5 separate regions of the Mus musculus genome follow, and all the other regions are linked to region 1. Evidence: chromatin contacts called from public HiChIP or PLAC-seq and promoter capture Hi-C data. All regions are on one chromosome and are shown on one strand. The core of a region is the stretch at or near the end of the contact, and the rest is flanking DNA. Distances in the headings are between cores, read along the strand shown.

Region 1 (2,700 bases), core at 128-2,627:
TTTAACAGTTCATCCAGGAATTCTCCCCTCTCTCAAAACAGAGTAAGAGAGACATCAAAACTGTTCTAACACGAGGCCATATCCCAACAGTAACAAGAGCGGACATACTTCCCATGGACATATCTCAGGGGAATATCCGAACAGTACTGTCATCGATTTAAAAAGCAAAGGGAAAAAAAAACTAAGCTCTCCAAGGGAAGCGCCATTGCTCCAGCCCCCCACCCCCACTTCTGTGTATGCATGGGTATGTGTACGAAGAAACTGACTTGTACTCCTGCAGCACTGCAGTAGACTAGAAGATGGGGGGGGGGGATGCTTCCATCACCCCTTACATTAGAAAGGTACAGACTTCCTTGGGGAGGAGTGGAAATCATCCAGTTGGCTGTCCAGAGCATTCTCCATTCCCAAGAATACAGACGCTACAAAGGAGGAGGAGCGGGAGCAGAGACCAGAAAGGGACCTCGCGCCTTTAAATCGGGGTGCACGTCAACTCAAATCTCCCTAACTAGAGCCACACCTTCTTAGAAACATCCCCTTCCACCACCTCTTCCGGTGACCCTTAGGAAAAAGGAATGCAATTGCTCTGGCCCCTCAAAACAGGAGGGCGCCCAGCTCACCAGTTTCTTCACCCCACCCACAGATTCACAGACCCTCCCTGTCTCCCTCCCCCACTCTATCCCCGATCTCTTCTTTCACCCGGAGAGGCCTGAGTGGGCACAATCTCCCCGCCCCCTCCATGTCTTCCTTTCCCAAAGCAGAGGTGCCCTTACCCCTTCGCCGGCAGGTCTGGGGCAGAGCAGACGGGCGCAGACCCCTGGAGCGCTCCGGTGGCCGCAGCGCTGGAGAGCGAGGAGTGAGGAGGAGGGGGCCCGGCGACAGACCGCCGCCCCCCCCCCAGCCACCCAGCCCAGGCTCTACGACAAGGGGCCGGGGGGAGGGAGGGGGGGACGAGGGGACGACCGGGGTCGAGGAGGCGCCCTTAACGCTCCGGCTCAGTTAAGATGGCGCGGGGGAAGTGCCGGGAGTCGCCGCCGCCGCCGCCTCGGGGGAACCGGACCGGGGCCTCGGCCGCCTCCGGTCCTCCCAGCCGAGGCCCTGTCGGTCCCCCGCCGCGGCCCCTTGGCGGGCGGGCCCACGCGCACCCCTCCGCCACCACTACCACCCCTGGGAAGGGGGCGCTCACAAAGAGAAGAGAGGCCGCGGGCCGTCGGGCCGCGGGGCGGGGTCCCCGGGGGCCGAGAGGCCTGGGAGGTTCGCGACTGCTCCGCGCTCTCAGCCCGCGAAGGGCGCAAGGCGAGTGGGACCCCTCCTCTCTCCTCAAGCGGGCGGCGGCACCGGCTCACTCTCTTCGCCACCCTCCCTCTCTCCTTCCAAGCCCTGAAGCCACAGAGCTCGGCCGCTGCCCAGGTTCTCTCCCCCCCCCCTTCCCGACACCACTCCCCTCCTCCCGACAGACATCTCAGCCTCAGATCTCGCGAGAGTTCTTGCCTGACAGGCCCGACCCTGCGCGAGACAGGACAGTATGCGCGCGCGGGCGCGGGCGCGCGGGCGTCCTCTCGGGAGTGCGCGAATACTTAAAGCTGGGCGGAGTGGCCCGAGTGGCCCGAGTGGCCCGGAGTGCTAGGCTTGGTCCAGTCCCACCCTCAGCTCGCCTTCGCTACGCGGGCGTCAGGTGCGTGCTAGTCAGTCCCGGAAATCCTGGGGAGAAGAGCTCCGCGCAGTCCTTCCCTCTTCCCACCTCCAGAACAGCAGCCTCCCACTAATACTGCCAAACTGAAACTTTGCTCCAAAGTGGAGAACATCTCATTCCTACACACACCTTAGTTGGACTCCTCGTGGGACTCAGGGATAAACTTCGCAGCATAATCACTATGTACCTGCGTTTGTGCGGTACTGATGGTTAGTTTGGGAACGGCAGTTAAAGACTTTCATATAAGCCATATTTGTGATGGAAGAAAAAGAACTTCAAAGGGCTTTGTAGACTTAGAGTAAAAGATCTTTTTCAGTATAAAAGAAGCAAGTTGGCCAGTAATCAGGAAGCAGAGGCAGGTAGATCCGAGTTCTAGGCCAGCCTGGTCTACCTAGTACATTCTGGGTTAGTCAGGGTTACACAGTGAAACCCAGTCTAAAAGCAACAAAGTAAAGTAGTCTATGTAGGAAAGAGGTAAATCTTAGCGTGGGTTTAGAAACAGTTTTTTAAAACACATACACACACACCATCTTCAGTCACCCCCGATCTAGTCTAGGACTTTAGCTAGAACAGACTGTAATTGTTATTGAGGATCTAACAAGTGACCTGGTAGTGATGGGTCACACCTGTATTCTGTAATCCCACCCAACACAAGAGGCTGAGGCAGGAAATCATGAGCCTGAGTTAGATAGAGGCCAGCTTGAGCTATACTTTAACAACCTCTCTAGATATTGACAGAGAGAGAGCAAGAGCGCAAGAGGGGGTTCAGAAATTAAGAGCAAGTTCTGCTTGGTCTTGCAGAGGACAGTTTTCCAGCACCCGTGTAAGACAACTCAAAACCAACACACACACACACACACACACGTTAATTAAAATCTTTTTAAAAAACAGAAAACTCAAAGAAGAAAAAAGAAAAAAAGAAGAGAGAAAAAATGAAAAAAAAATTAAAAAAAAAAAACAAAAAGAAAAAAAAAACAAAACAACAACAACAAAAAAAAAAGCCAGAAAAC
Region 2 (2,700 bases), core at 25-2,524, 170 kb after region 1:
GGCATTCATGGAGAGAGAGAAATTACACTTAATTTCTAATTAGACGGTGTGGCCTACTTTTATTTTGTGTTCCCTGCTGGTTAGAACAAGAAAGGCCCTCTGGGGCTTCCCCCCTCCCCCTCCCAACCAGGTTTTTCTTACTCCTGCCCCTAATCGGGTATGCATGAGAATGGGGGTAGGTTAGGGCCCTAGGTGCTCTCACATCCTGGATCCGGCCTTCTCTCTCAGGCGGCCACAACTTTCTTCCCTAGGCTATATTTAGGCATTGGTCTGGGGAAAAGGATGTGAGTTTTTCAGGATCCTGTTTATCTAGCCGACCCCACGCCACCCCCACCTCGCAACTGTCTGTCCTGTGTGCAGTCTGGACTTCCTCTTCCTTCCCTTCCCGATTTACTTTGGGCACCCAGGGCATCAGATGGGACACAGCAGCACAGCCACTCATTTGATGACTAGCCCCTAACACATCCTTAATTTCCCAAGAGCCATTTTTCTCACCTGTGAGGACTGAATAGGAAGGGGTATGTGTGAAGCTCCCGATAAGACACATCGTAAAGCCGGGCAGTGGTGGTGCATCTCTTTAATCTCAGAACTTGGGAGGCAGAGGCAGGTGGATTTCTGAGTTCGAGGCCAGCCTGGTCTACAGAGTGAGTTCCAGGACAGCCAGGGCTACACAGAGAAACCCTGTCTGGAAAAACAAACAAACAAACAAACAAACAAACAAACAAACACACGTCATATAAATGCTAATCCCAGGTGCTAGAAAGATGGCTCTGTGGTTAAGAGCACCTGTTACTCTTCCAGAGCAGGATTCAGCTCCCAGCGTCCACATGGATGTCCATGTGATGCACATACAGACAGGCAAAACTCTCATACAAATGAATATTGTTTTAAAAAGTTGGACCCTCCAAGGTCTTTGAGGCAGGGGCTAAGGCTGCGGCTCTGGGGATACCATGGGGGGGCAGTCACGTGGGATGCCCATCGCTTCAGTGGACTGCCTGTGGGGAGGTGATGCTGCAGAGCCCCTTCCGTTTCCTTTTGTGTTCCATTTCCGTTTATGTTCCAGGTTGCAATTTGTGTTTTCTGTAAGTCAAGTCTCTCCAGGCACACCTATGCTTTGGTCTAAAGGGTGAAGTGAAATTAGAAAAAATTATGTAAATCAGGTTGCCTGGTACATCAGTAGCACTCCACAAGGGGTGACTGGTTTATCAGTATCCGCTGCCTCTGTCTGAACTGGAAAAAAACCCTGAATTTCTTTTCTCTGTTTCTACTTGCAGCTACAAGGTGGGGTCCAAAGACCCTGTGTTAAGCACTCATAGTCAGCTGGGGATACAACCCCTAAAAACAGCACACCCACCATGTTTAACCTCATGAAGAAAGATAAGGACAAAGATGGCGGGCGGAAGGAGAAGAAGGAAAAAAAGGAGAAGAAGGAGAGGATGTCTGCGGCAGAACTGCGGAGCCTGGAAGAGATGAGCATGCGCCGTGGCTTTTTCAACTTGAACCGGTCCTCCAAGCGGGAATCTAAGACGCGCCTGGAAATCTCCAACCCCATCCCTATCAAGGTGGCCAGTGGCTCTGACCTGCACCTGACGGACATTGACTCTGACAGCAATCGGGGTAGCATCATCCTGGACTCAGGACACCTAAGCACAGCCAGCTCCAGTGATGACCTCAAGGGTGAAGAAGGCAGCTTCCGGGGCTCTGTGCTGCAGCGGGCAGCCAAGTTCGGTTCACTGGCCAAGCAGAACTCTCAGATGATTGTCAAACGTTTTTCCTTCTCTCAACGGAGCCGGGATGAGAGTGCCTCGGAGACCTCAACCCCCTCAGAGCACTCTGCAGCCCCATCACCTCAGGTAGAGGTGCGGACGCTTGAGGGACAGCTAATGCAGCATCCTGGGCTAGGCATTCCTCGACCAGGACCACGGTCTCGAGTCCCTGAGCTGGTGACTAAAAGATTCCCAGCTGATCTACGTCTTCCCGCTCTGGTGCCACCACCACCTCCTGCTCTCCGGGAGCTGGAGTTACAACGAAGACCCACAGGAGACTTTGGCTTCTCACTGCGGCGCACAACCATGCTGGATCGGGCCCCTGAGGGTCAGGCTTATCGACGGGTGGTTCACTTTGCTGAGCCAGGGGCAGGCACCAAGGACCTGGCCTTGGGGCTGGTACCAGGAGATCGACTGGTGGAGATTAATGGACAGAATGTGGAGAATAAATCCAGGGATGAAATTGTGGAGATGATCCGGCAGTCTGGGGACAGTGTGCGGCTCAAGGTACAGCCCATCCCAGAGCTTAGCGAGCTGAGCCGGAGCTGGCTTCGGACTGGCGAGGGACACCGCAGGGAGCCGGCTGATGTGAGTGCTTCCCTGGGTATCAGGGGTGAGCAAAGAGTTTGTGTATGTGAGCATCTCTCGGTAGTGTACTTAAATGGGTGCTTGAGGGTACCCAGGAACTGTGAGCAGATCTTAGCGAGTGTGGAAATGGGGAGCTGGGCCAATAGGGAGAAGCCAGTCCAGGAGAGGGTGCCCCTCTGGAAACTCATTAAACACCTTTGCTTCTTCTGTGCCTTGTCAAGAAGCTGAAGGAAACCCCCCAAAAGTTCACTGGGAGAAAGTCCTTAGCAATTCAGCTGGACATCCGGGTCTGAGGTTCCCTTCAATGCCCTTTTGGATTGAAGTGATTGAAGTAAACCTTGTGAGT
Region 3 (2,700 bases), core at 29-2,528, 250 kb before region 1:
GAGGGAGGTCCCTGAAAATGACACACAGGGTTGCCCTCTGCCTCCACATGTATATCATACATGTACACACACACAAACATATGCATAATATTTTTAAAGAATTTTGAGCCAAGAGAGATAGCTCAGTGGTTAAGAACACTTGCTGCTTTTGCAGAGACCTGAATTTAGTTCCCAAAACCCATGTTAGGCAGCTCACAACCAAGTGTAACTCCAGCTCCAGGGGATCTGATACCCTGTTTTAGATTCCATGCTCACCTATATACACAACACACACATAAAGAAAAATAAGTCTTAAATTAAAAACTCTTGAATCAGTCTGATCAAAATGATTGTAAAATTTTCTGTCCCCTGTAAAAGCCCACATATGCTTTTTAATAAAACAAACACTTAAAATTCTGGAAAAAAAAAAAAAACTGAAGGGATCCATCTACCTCTAGCAGATGAGTGCTGGGACTAGAGGTGTGCTCCACCACATCTGGCTTTTTTTTTTTTTCAGTAGTGTGTGTATGTGTTTATACGCATGCATGTAGGTGCCCTTAGAAGTCAGAAAAGATGTTGGATCCCTTGGAGCTGGAATACAAGTGTCTTGTAGCCAGTAATGTGGGTGCTGAGAATTGAACTCTGATCCTTTGTGGAAGCAGTAAGAGAGCTTAACCATTGAGCCATCTCCAACCCAAGTTTACTTTTAAAAATGATTCCACTATGAAAACCTCTACTCAGAAGTCTGGAACTTAGATATTTAAGTCATTTCTTAGTTTGCTAATGAGGGTTTTTGTTGTTGTTCTTCTTTTAGCTTTTTATCCTTGAACTAAAATATGTATATTTCTTTTCTTGATTGGGTGTATGGATTTGAATTACTGACTTTACATCAATGATCTCTAAAAGTTCAAGGTCTACAGTAGTGAAGCATATTGAAATTATCCAACATATAATATTGACTTTCATGACCTTGGTTTTTTTTCCCAGGGGGAGGTGGCTGTTTTCAGGTGTGTTTTTTGTTTTTGTTTTTTAAGACTTATTTATTTTATGTATGTGACTACACTGTAGCTGTCTTCAGACACACCAGAAAAGGTCATTAGATCTCATTACAGATGGATGTGAGCCACCATGTGGTTGCTTGGAATTGAACTCAGGACCTCTGGAAGAGCAGTTAGTGTTCCTAACCACTGAGCCATCTCTCCAGCCCCATGTTTTCTGGTTTTGAGACAGGGCTTTGCTGTGTAGCTCAAGCTGCCTAGAACTCATGATCCTCCTGCCAACATTTGCTCTTGTAATTTGGTGATGTTGAGTTTTTTTTGTTTTGTTTGTTTTAACTTTTCAGTTCCTCTTTCTGGTTGTCCAGCTGTTTTCATATGTTCTTTTCCAGGCTTAAGTTTTCATCGTAAATACCTTGAATGCTTGTTAAAACACAAATTGCTGGTTTCTGAACTTGTAGGCTAGAGAGTTGCTCTTCTAACAAGTTCCTAAATGATGCTCATGACGTTAGTGTATGCCACCCTTTGGCAGCCACTACGTTATATTTTTCAGAGGCAGATTTGGAAAAGCATTTGATGTAGTAAGTAATTAGAAAAAAAAAATAGTGACGTAATTTGGACAGAAATACATGGCTTGTTTCTGGTAGAAAGGAAACCTAGAACAGCATTTGCTGTTGCTGATCCAAACTCTATGAAGCTACATGTGCATAAAAGCTTTGATGTGGGGCTGGAGAGATGGCTCAGTGGCTAAGAGCATTGACTGCTCTTCCAGAGGTCCTGAGTTCAATTCCTAGCAACCACATGGTGGCTCACAACCATCTGTAATGAGATCCGATGCCCTCTTCTGGTGTGTCTGAAGACAGCTACATTGTACTCGTGTACATAAATAAATAACTCTTAAAAAAATAAAAAAAGAAGATACCTTTTTAAAAAAAGCTTTGATGTATGTACATGTTTGTGATCATATGTGCATGTGTCTGCTCATAGGTGTGCATGTATGCATGTGTATACATGTGTCACAGCACAGATATGGAGGTCAGATGATAAGCTTCGGGAATTGGTTCTCTTCTTCCACCTTGTTGAGTCAGGGTATGACTTGTTTCTGTCTGGCTACATACACCAGGCTGACTAGCCTTTGAGCTTTCAGGAGTTAGCTCTTATCTCCCATCTTGCTTTAGAAGGTGCTGGAATTACAGATGTGTGCCACCACGTCTGTCTTTTCACATGGATTCCAAAGATTGAAGTCAAGTTGTCAGTCTTAGTACACTGGGACAGCTCAACAGTCCCCAGCCTATTCAGTGTGACTATATTAATATCAACATTAATACTATGTTAATAATTACAGATTTTTCGCTGCACTGTTACCCTGATGACACAGTTTTGAGTGCTATGTATATTACCTCATTCTCCTTAAAAACCTTACTCCAGATTTTTTAATGCTGTGCTGGGGACTAAATTCTAATTGCACATCTCTGTCAAGCATTCTATAACTAATAAAACACTCTCCTAGTACCATGATACATTTTTTACTGATTTAAACTGCTAGATGTTAAGTATTAAATTTATAGATTCTTGAGGCCTGTGTTTTACAGTTTTATTCTTATTTTTAAATATGTGTATGTGTGTGGACATGTGTGTGGATATGTAAGTTTTAGATTCCCCCTGAAGTTGGAGTTACAGATGGCTGTAAACCATCAAACATGGATGCTGGAAATCAAACCCAGGT
Region 4 (2,700 bases), core at 103-2,602, 210 kb after region 1:
TGCATGACTTTCATTAACCTTGTGTCAGAGTGAGCGATGGCCTGGACTCTGGCCTGCTTGCTAAGGTGGGAACTGCTTACCAGCATGCTACAGGCCTTTCCATGAGAGCCGAAAACCTGAGTCTTAGCTGATGAGCTCAGGGTGCAGACAGGCATCTTAAGTCAGGTGATCCAGGCTCACATCCTCAGCCACACCCTCTGGGAGACTTCTGCAAGGTTCATCACCAAGGGCCTGTCTGTTGTCAAGTGGGGAGTTATAATGTAGGTAATGTAGGTCCTTAGTCCCTTTTGTGACGCCTTAAGTACTGGGAATTTAGCAGGGCCTGGTGGCGCACGCCTTTAATCCCAGCACTTGGGAGGCAGAAGCAGGCCGATTTCTGAGTTCGAGGCCAGCCTGGTCTACAAAGTGAGTTCCAGGACAGCCAGGGCTACACAGAGAAACCCTGCCTCGAAAAACCAAAAAAAAAAAAAAAAAAAAAAAAAAAGTACTGGGAATTTGTCATTTTTATATCTTGGAATGATTTATGGCATACATACAAGTAGCCACCTGTAACCACCTTGTGTGATTGTGTCCAAGGCAAACCCGTGAATAGTCTCACATCAGGACGATAAAAGATCAATGTGTCTTTTGCCACCAGAATAATTGAGAAAAATCTTTTGTTTGGGGGACTCTTTAGAGTTTTGAATTACAAACAAGGGGTGATGCCTGCGTCCAGTGGTGACTGTGCTGATTAGACAAGATGCAGGTCAAACGCCAAGCTTGCTCCCTGGCACCAGGTACACCAGGTACCCAGGATGGTAGGACCAATAGTCATGCTGCCGACAGTCACTAGTGCCATCGCCACTTTCTTCAGGCCTGGCCTGAACATCCACCCTCCTTGGGAAGCCCTGTGCCTGGGTGCCAGGTAGGCATAGGGAGCCCCTTTGTAGCCGCACTATCCTAGCCTCACAGGTGTTGGCTCCCTGTCTGGTCTTGAGTTAGAGTTTGTTCTTTTCAAGCTCCTCCACCTCGTGTGTTCTGCTGAGGTCCCGTAGGATGTGTGTTGGGAGTGACAATAACTTTCACTCCGCCCCCCTGAGCTTTTCTCAGCTTTCCCTAACTTTTTCTTGTAGTTAGGGGAGGAATAATGTGGGTGCCAGGGCACAGCCTGAGGGACCTTAGACACTCACTGTGTGCTTCCTCTTGGTAGCCGTCTTTCCTGGAAGCTGCCTTGCCCCCATTCTTCTTGGGTATTGCAGGATGTGGAGGAATGCCAAGTGCCACCCTTCCCCACCCTCCTGTCCTGCTCTGTCAGGGCAGTGTGTTCCTATCTCACAGGGAAGAGTTGGCAGGGGCTTTCTGGCATGATGATCAGGGTAGCAGCTGAACTTCGGTTCCTTGGGGAACCTATAAGTAGCCAGGGAGTGTCATGTGCCTGCCCTGGGCTGTGGCTCCTTCCAGCTCTCTGTACCTTCTTTTTGCACTAGGGTGGAGTTGGGGGCTGAGACATGTCTTGACCTGGAGTTCATTTCTTGTTCATCCTGGGACAAGAGTAAATGGGGTGGTACAATAGTTAGAGCCATAGGAAGAGGTAATCCCAGGTCTCTCACAGGTACCTACCTGTTCCTTTTTCATACCATAGAGTTTCAAAACTCAAACTGGCACTCGGCTTGTCTCCCTGACCCTGCTCCACTTCTGCACTGGGTTCCAGTGGCTTCCTGGGCTAAGAGCTTGGCATGTGGTGCCCCCACTGTCCCCCCAGGCCATAACTAATAGTGGCTTAACCTTTAGACAGGAGCTGACCCCGAGGTCCGGTTGAGTCCTGCAGAGGAGGCACACCAGCGACTTGAGAGGATCTTCACAGCTTCTGTAATGCCACCTCCCTTGTGTGTAGGGTTCCCAGTCCCTGGCCCTATTCTTCCCAAAGCTGGTGACTGGACAGTGTGTTCGCGTGTGTGTGTGCGTGTGCGTGTGCATGTGTGTGATAGCAGGATACTCCATGGCTATCTGTGAGCCCTCACAATGGCTCTTTGGTTGAAGAAAGGAAAGCTGAACTCTATGGAATATTGATACTGCCGACAGCCCAGGGCCCTGTGACCACACAGGGGCGCTTCATAGCTGGGGATCCCATCTCCTTCTCTAGCCCCCCCCCGTCTCCTACTTTGAGGATGCTCATTGGTATGATGGCCTGGCATCTGACAAGGCAGGAGTCAGCGTCTCACATTTTGATGCCCCGTGTCTAGACCCCTGTGAATATTAACCCTTCTCATTTCTAACAAGCAATGTCCAAGGCTTGCCTGGCTCCCATTTCTGCCAGCAAGGCTTTGGGGGGCTTTAAGTAACCAGAATGTAGTGTAAAGGTCAAGTCTGTCTCAAGGGTTGGGCACTTGACAGGTAGCTAGGGTTGGAGCTGGGAGGCCTCTGCTTGCAGTGGGGTCACTGTGCCTGCCCAGGTGTAGAACTCGGTGCAATGGGGGTTGGAATACTGTGACTTAGATTTAGGCTGTCAGTTCCCTTGTGTTAGCTCTGAAATGTAGCCTTTGGCATGGGGAGTGGCACCTCTGGGTTTGTGTCTGTCTGGTAGCCATAGAGAAAATGGTATCCTAGGGGGCAGGGGGAAGGCAGGAGGATGGGGCTACAGGCCTTGGGTGTTGTGAGATGGCCTGGCCTACCAGGAGTGTGGGAGAGCAAGACTAATCCAGGGTAGACTGAATATCCAGT
Region 5 (2,700 bases), core at 84-2,583, 190 kb after region 1:
CTCACAAGCCCAGTGGGTTTGGCGGGCTCTGCACGTGGGGGTGGGGGCGGAGACCAGGTAGGCAAAGCAGAAACCTCTTCCTGCTTCTGTGGGGACTGGGCTGGCTTTGTTGTTACTTCAAAGGGTTCTAGAAACAGGCCCAGGAAGGTCCTCAAGAAGTGAGCACACAGATCTTCAAATACAGGATCTGTGTGCCCCCCTACCCCCCGCCTCTGTTTAGGGGAACCTGAGAGTGCCTGAAGGAGCCTCTCTGCCTTTAAGAATGAGGATGCCAGCTTTCACACCCTGGAAGACCTTCCTTGGGCTTTATTAAATCAGTGTGGCCAGCCCTTAAGCTGGTTTTCCTTTATTCTTCTGTGGAAATAGAGAAAAGCGGTCGTTTATATGAAAAGAACACAGTGCTTCATTGTGCTTGTTCTCGAATGTCAGCCAGACAGGATGGGATGTGAATATAGTGAATGCGGTGTAATTAGTAGACTCAGACCCAAGTCTCCCTGAGATTTGAGGCAGAGCCTGGTGAAACCGTCAAGACAGGTCCTGGGCTTTGGGCCTTGTGGAAAATTGGAAAGGCAGAGGCAGTTTGGAAATCCCCAGAGCCAGAGGAAATCCCCAGGGACTGAGAATCCCCAAAGAGAAACGGTACCCCCGGAGCCACCAATCAGGTAGTCTTTCTATGTATCCAGGATCTGACGGTTTAGTTTTTGGGGGTAGACACCTGTTCTTGTAGAGCAGAAAAAAATGGTGCGCTCGTACACAGGGTTCTGAGCAAACCTTTGGATGTGTAAAACTGCAGTCTGGTGGAATGGAGGGCCGGAGTGGCCGATCCTTGAGTCTTTGGGACAGAGATCTGTGACTGCCCTCCCTATGCCCACTGACTCCACTTACTGCTTGTCTGAGGCCGCTCGCCACTATAAAACTCAAGACGTGGCTTAAATCTTTGAACTATAAACTCAGGTATTCATTCATTCACTTTTCCATCAGTAAACACTTAGTAAACATCTACGTGTTGGTGCTATTTCAGGTACAAAGGATAAGTTAGTAATGAAAAAAAATATAGGCGCCCAGCGCATTTTTGCACCTCCATTGCCATCTCTCTCCTGGGTAAAGTGAGAGGCCATCTTGCTGCTGCAGCCCCCCTGAAGCCTCAGCTCCCCAGGACGCTTTCTGGGGGCGGGTCCACCAGAGGTGAAATCTGCAGCCTTGGCTGTGCCAGCAGGTCCATGAGAAGGGGAAGGCTGCCCTCTGCCGGAAAATCTGGGGACACTGCAGGGCGGAGTGGCTCTTGAGTTCCTAGCGCATGCGCTGAACCTGGCTCCACCCATGCGCTGGCGGCTAGGCGGAACAGGAAGTGCAGTGATAGTCAGGTCTGAGGCCGATTTGGCCACTACGGCTGCCCGTGTGTGGACTTTTCGGACAGTACAGGTTTCCACTTACCAGCCCTCACCCTCTTGAGGTCATCTCTCGGCTTCTTTAAGGAGTTTGGCTGCTTCCCTTTCAGTATCTCTTGATCACTTAGTGTCATTAAAATATGGAGACACCCCTGCTAAAGCGTTTTCTGTAAATGCTGTGTTTAAAGCTGCTGTTGAGGAACCTCAGCCGTCCTCTGATGGGGTGCACCTGTCACGATTGGTGGCTGGCGCTCCCCTACCCAGGAAGCAGAAGTTCTGTGGTCTCTCCCAAGTCCTTAGGGCTGAGTGCTTGAAACAGGGCTCCCTAAACTTCCCTAAACAACAAGTTCCATTTGTTTTATTAGGTACTGTAAATTAGTAATACAAACATGTCGTTGGTACTCATTTATGAAAAGAGTGTCAGTAGATTCTTTTTGTAACTATTTTTATTTTATGTGCATTGGTATTTTACTTGCATGTATGTCTGTGTGAGGGCACCAGATCCCATGGAACTGGAGTTAAAGATGGTTGTGAACTACCATGTGGATGCTGAGAATTGAACCTGGGTCCTCTGGAGGAGCAGTCAGCGTTCCTAACTGCTGAGCCGTGTTGCAACCCTATAGACTCTTTCACATTTACTTACTGTTATTTGTATGTGTGTGTTAAGCATGAACATGCTACAGCACACATGAATGAGAGTTTGTGGATTCGCTTCTCTCCGTCTTGTGGATTCTGGGATCAAACTCAGATTGTCCAACGTGGTGGCAAGTACCTTTACCCACTGAGCCATCTCAGCCTGATGGACTGAGCACACACACACACACACACACAAATGCTATTTATTTGTTTAAAGACAGGGACTCACTGTGTATCTCTGCCTGGTCTGGAACTCACTCTGTAGACCAGACCGGCCTGGAACCTGCCTCTGCCTCCTGAGTGCAGGAACTAAAGTCGTGGGCCAACATGCCCAACTAAACGTGTGTGTGTGTGTGTGTGTGTGTGTGTGTGTGTGTGTGTGTGTGTGGTGTATGCACATATATATGTATATACATATATATTTATTTACAAGATCTTCAGGAGGAACGAGGGACAGCTGGAGCAGGGGAACATGCTCTCCTTAAAGTTTTAAGGAGAACCTCAGTTTTAGTGTTTCCACCCTATGTATTTTCTGATAAACCTACTATGTGTAATAACAGCACTTGTGGGCTGGTGAGATGGCTCAGTGGGTAAGAGCACCCGACTGCTCTTCCGAAGGTCCAGAGTTCAAATCCCAGCAACCACATGGTGGCTCACAGCCATCCATAATGAGATC

What was found. HiChIP or PLAC-seq counts read pairs in DNA pulled down with a chosen protein or histone mark. Capture Hi-C pulls out chosen DNA fragments and counts their contacts.
Region 2: a contact with region 1 is called in a promoter capture Hi-C map of adipose tissue. The contact joins the promoter of Myo18a here to the promoter of Taok1 in region 1. A contact is called at or near these places in 3 of 39 promoter capture datasets (the HPC-7 cell line, embryonic stem cells and neural stem cells), 3 of 484 Hi-C or Micro-C datasets (all in embryonic stem cells), 10 of 115 datasets of contacts at active chromatin or transcription factors (the HPC-7 cell line, the SCID.adh cell line, bone marrow-derived macrophages and 6 more) and 2 of 9 other capture datasets (adipose tissue and liver).
Region 3: an H3K4me3 HiChIP or PLAC-seq map of bone marrow-derived macrophages shows a contact between it and region 1, with 2.5 times the contacts expected there. The contact joins the enhancer-like site here to the promoter of Taok1 in region 1. A contact is called at or near these places in 5 of 115 datasets of contacts at active chromatin or transcription factors (bone marrow-derived macrophages, effector CD8 T cells, embryonic stem cells and 2 more) and 1 of 9 other capture datasets (adipose tissue).
Region 4: an H3K27ac HiChIP or PLAC-seq map of epiblast stem cells shows a contact between it and region 1, with 2.4 times the contacts expected there. The contact joins the enhancer-like site here to the promoter of Taok1 in region 1. A contact is called at or near these places in 3 of 484 Hi-C or Micro-C datasets (bone marrow-derived macrophages, nephron progenitors and neural progenitor cells), 8 of 115 datasets of contacts at active chromatin or transcription factors (the HPC-7 cell line, effector CD8 T cells, embryonic stem cells and 2 more) and 2 of 9 other capture datasets (adipose tissue and liver).
Region 5: a contact with region 1 is called in an H3K27ac HiChIP or PLAC-seq map of the HPC-7 cell line, with 8 times the contacts expected there. The contact joins the enhancer-like site here to the promoter of Taok1 in region 1. A contact is called at or near these places in 1 of 39 promoter capture datasets (neural stem cells), 5 of 484 Hi-C or Micro-C datasets (bone marrow-derived macrophages, embryonic stem cells and nephron progenitors), 16 of 115 datasets of contacts at active chromatin or transcription factors (the HPC-7 cell line, the SCID.adh cell line, T-cell acute lymphoblastic leukemia and 8 more) and 2 of 9 other capture datasets (adipose tissue and liver).

The regions. Positions count from the first base shown.
Region 1 is chr11:77,606,438-77,609,137 of GRCm38.p6, forward strand. It overlaps Taok1 (TAO kinase 1), which reads right to left and starts at 1,378. Exons shown (of 21, transcript NM_001364134.1): 1 at 771-1,378.
Region 2 is chr11:77,775,961-77,778,660 of GRCm38.p6, forward strand. Myo18a (myosin XVIIIA) reads left to right here and starts at 1,275. Exons shown (of 41, transcript NM_001291213.1): 1 at 1,275-2,354. The coding sequence starts at 1,356.
Region 3 is chr11:77,353,918-77,356,617 of GRCm38.p6, forward strand. The region is part of intron 2 of Ssh2 (slingshot protein phosphatase 2); the gene reads left to right. Among named protein-coding and RNA genes, the nearest start is that of Coro6, 110 kb to the right of the region's middle. Within about 2 kb of position 1,279, at least 17 of the 459 cell types and tissues checked have an H3K27ac peak or open chromatin away from gene starts, as enhancers often do. A contact at or near this core is called in adipose tissue and bone marrow-derived macrophages, where this site is marked.
Region 4 is chr11:77,812,864-77,815,563 of GRCm38.p6, forward strand. All of the region lies in intron 1 of Myo18a (myosin XVIIIA), which reads left to right. Among named protein-coding and RNA genes, the nearest start is that of Gm10277, 26 kb to the left of the region's middle. Within about 2 kb of position 1,353, at least 11 of the 459 cell types and tissues checked have an H3K27ac peak or open chromatin away from gene starts, as enhancers often do. A contact at or near this core is called in adipose tissue, where this site is marked.
Region 5 is chr11:77,792,113-77,794,812 of GRCm38.p6, forward strand. The region is part of intron 1 of Myo18a (myosin XVIIIA); the gene reads left to right. Among named protein-coding and RNA genes, the nearest start is that of Gm10277, 4.8 kb to the left of the region's middle. Within about 2 kb of position 1,334, at least 277 of the 459 cell types and tissues checked have an H3K27ac peak or open chromatin away from gene starts, as enhancers often do. A contact at or near this core is called in the HPC-7 cell line, the SCID.adh cell line, T-cell acute lymphoblastic leukemia and 9 more, where this site is marked.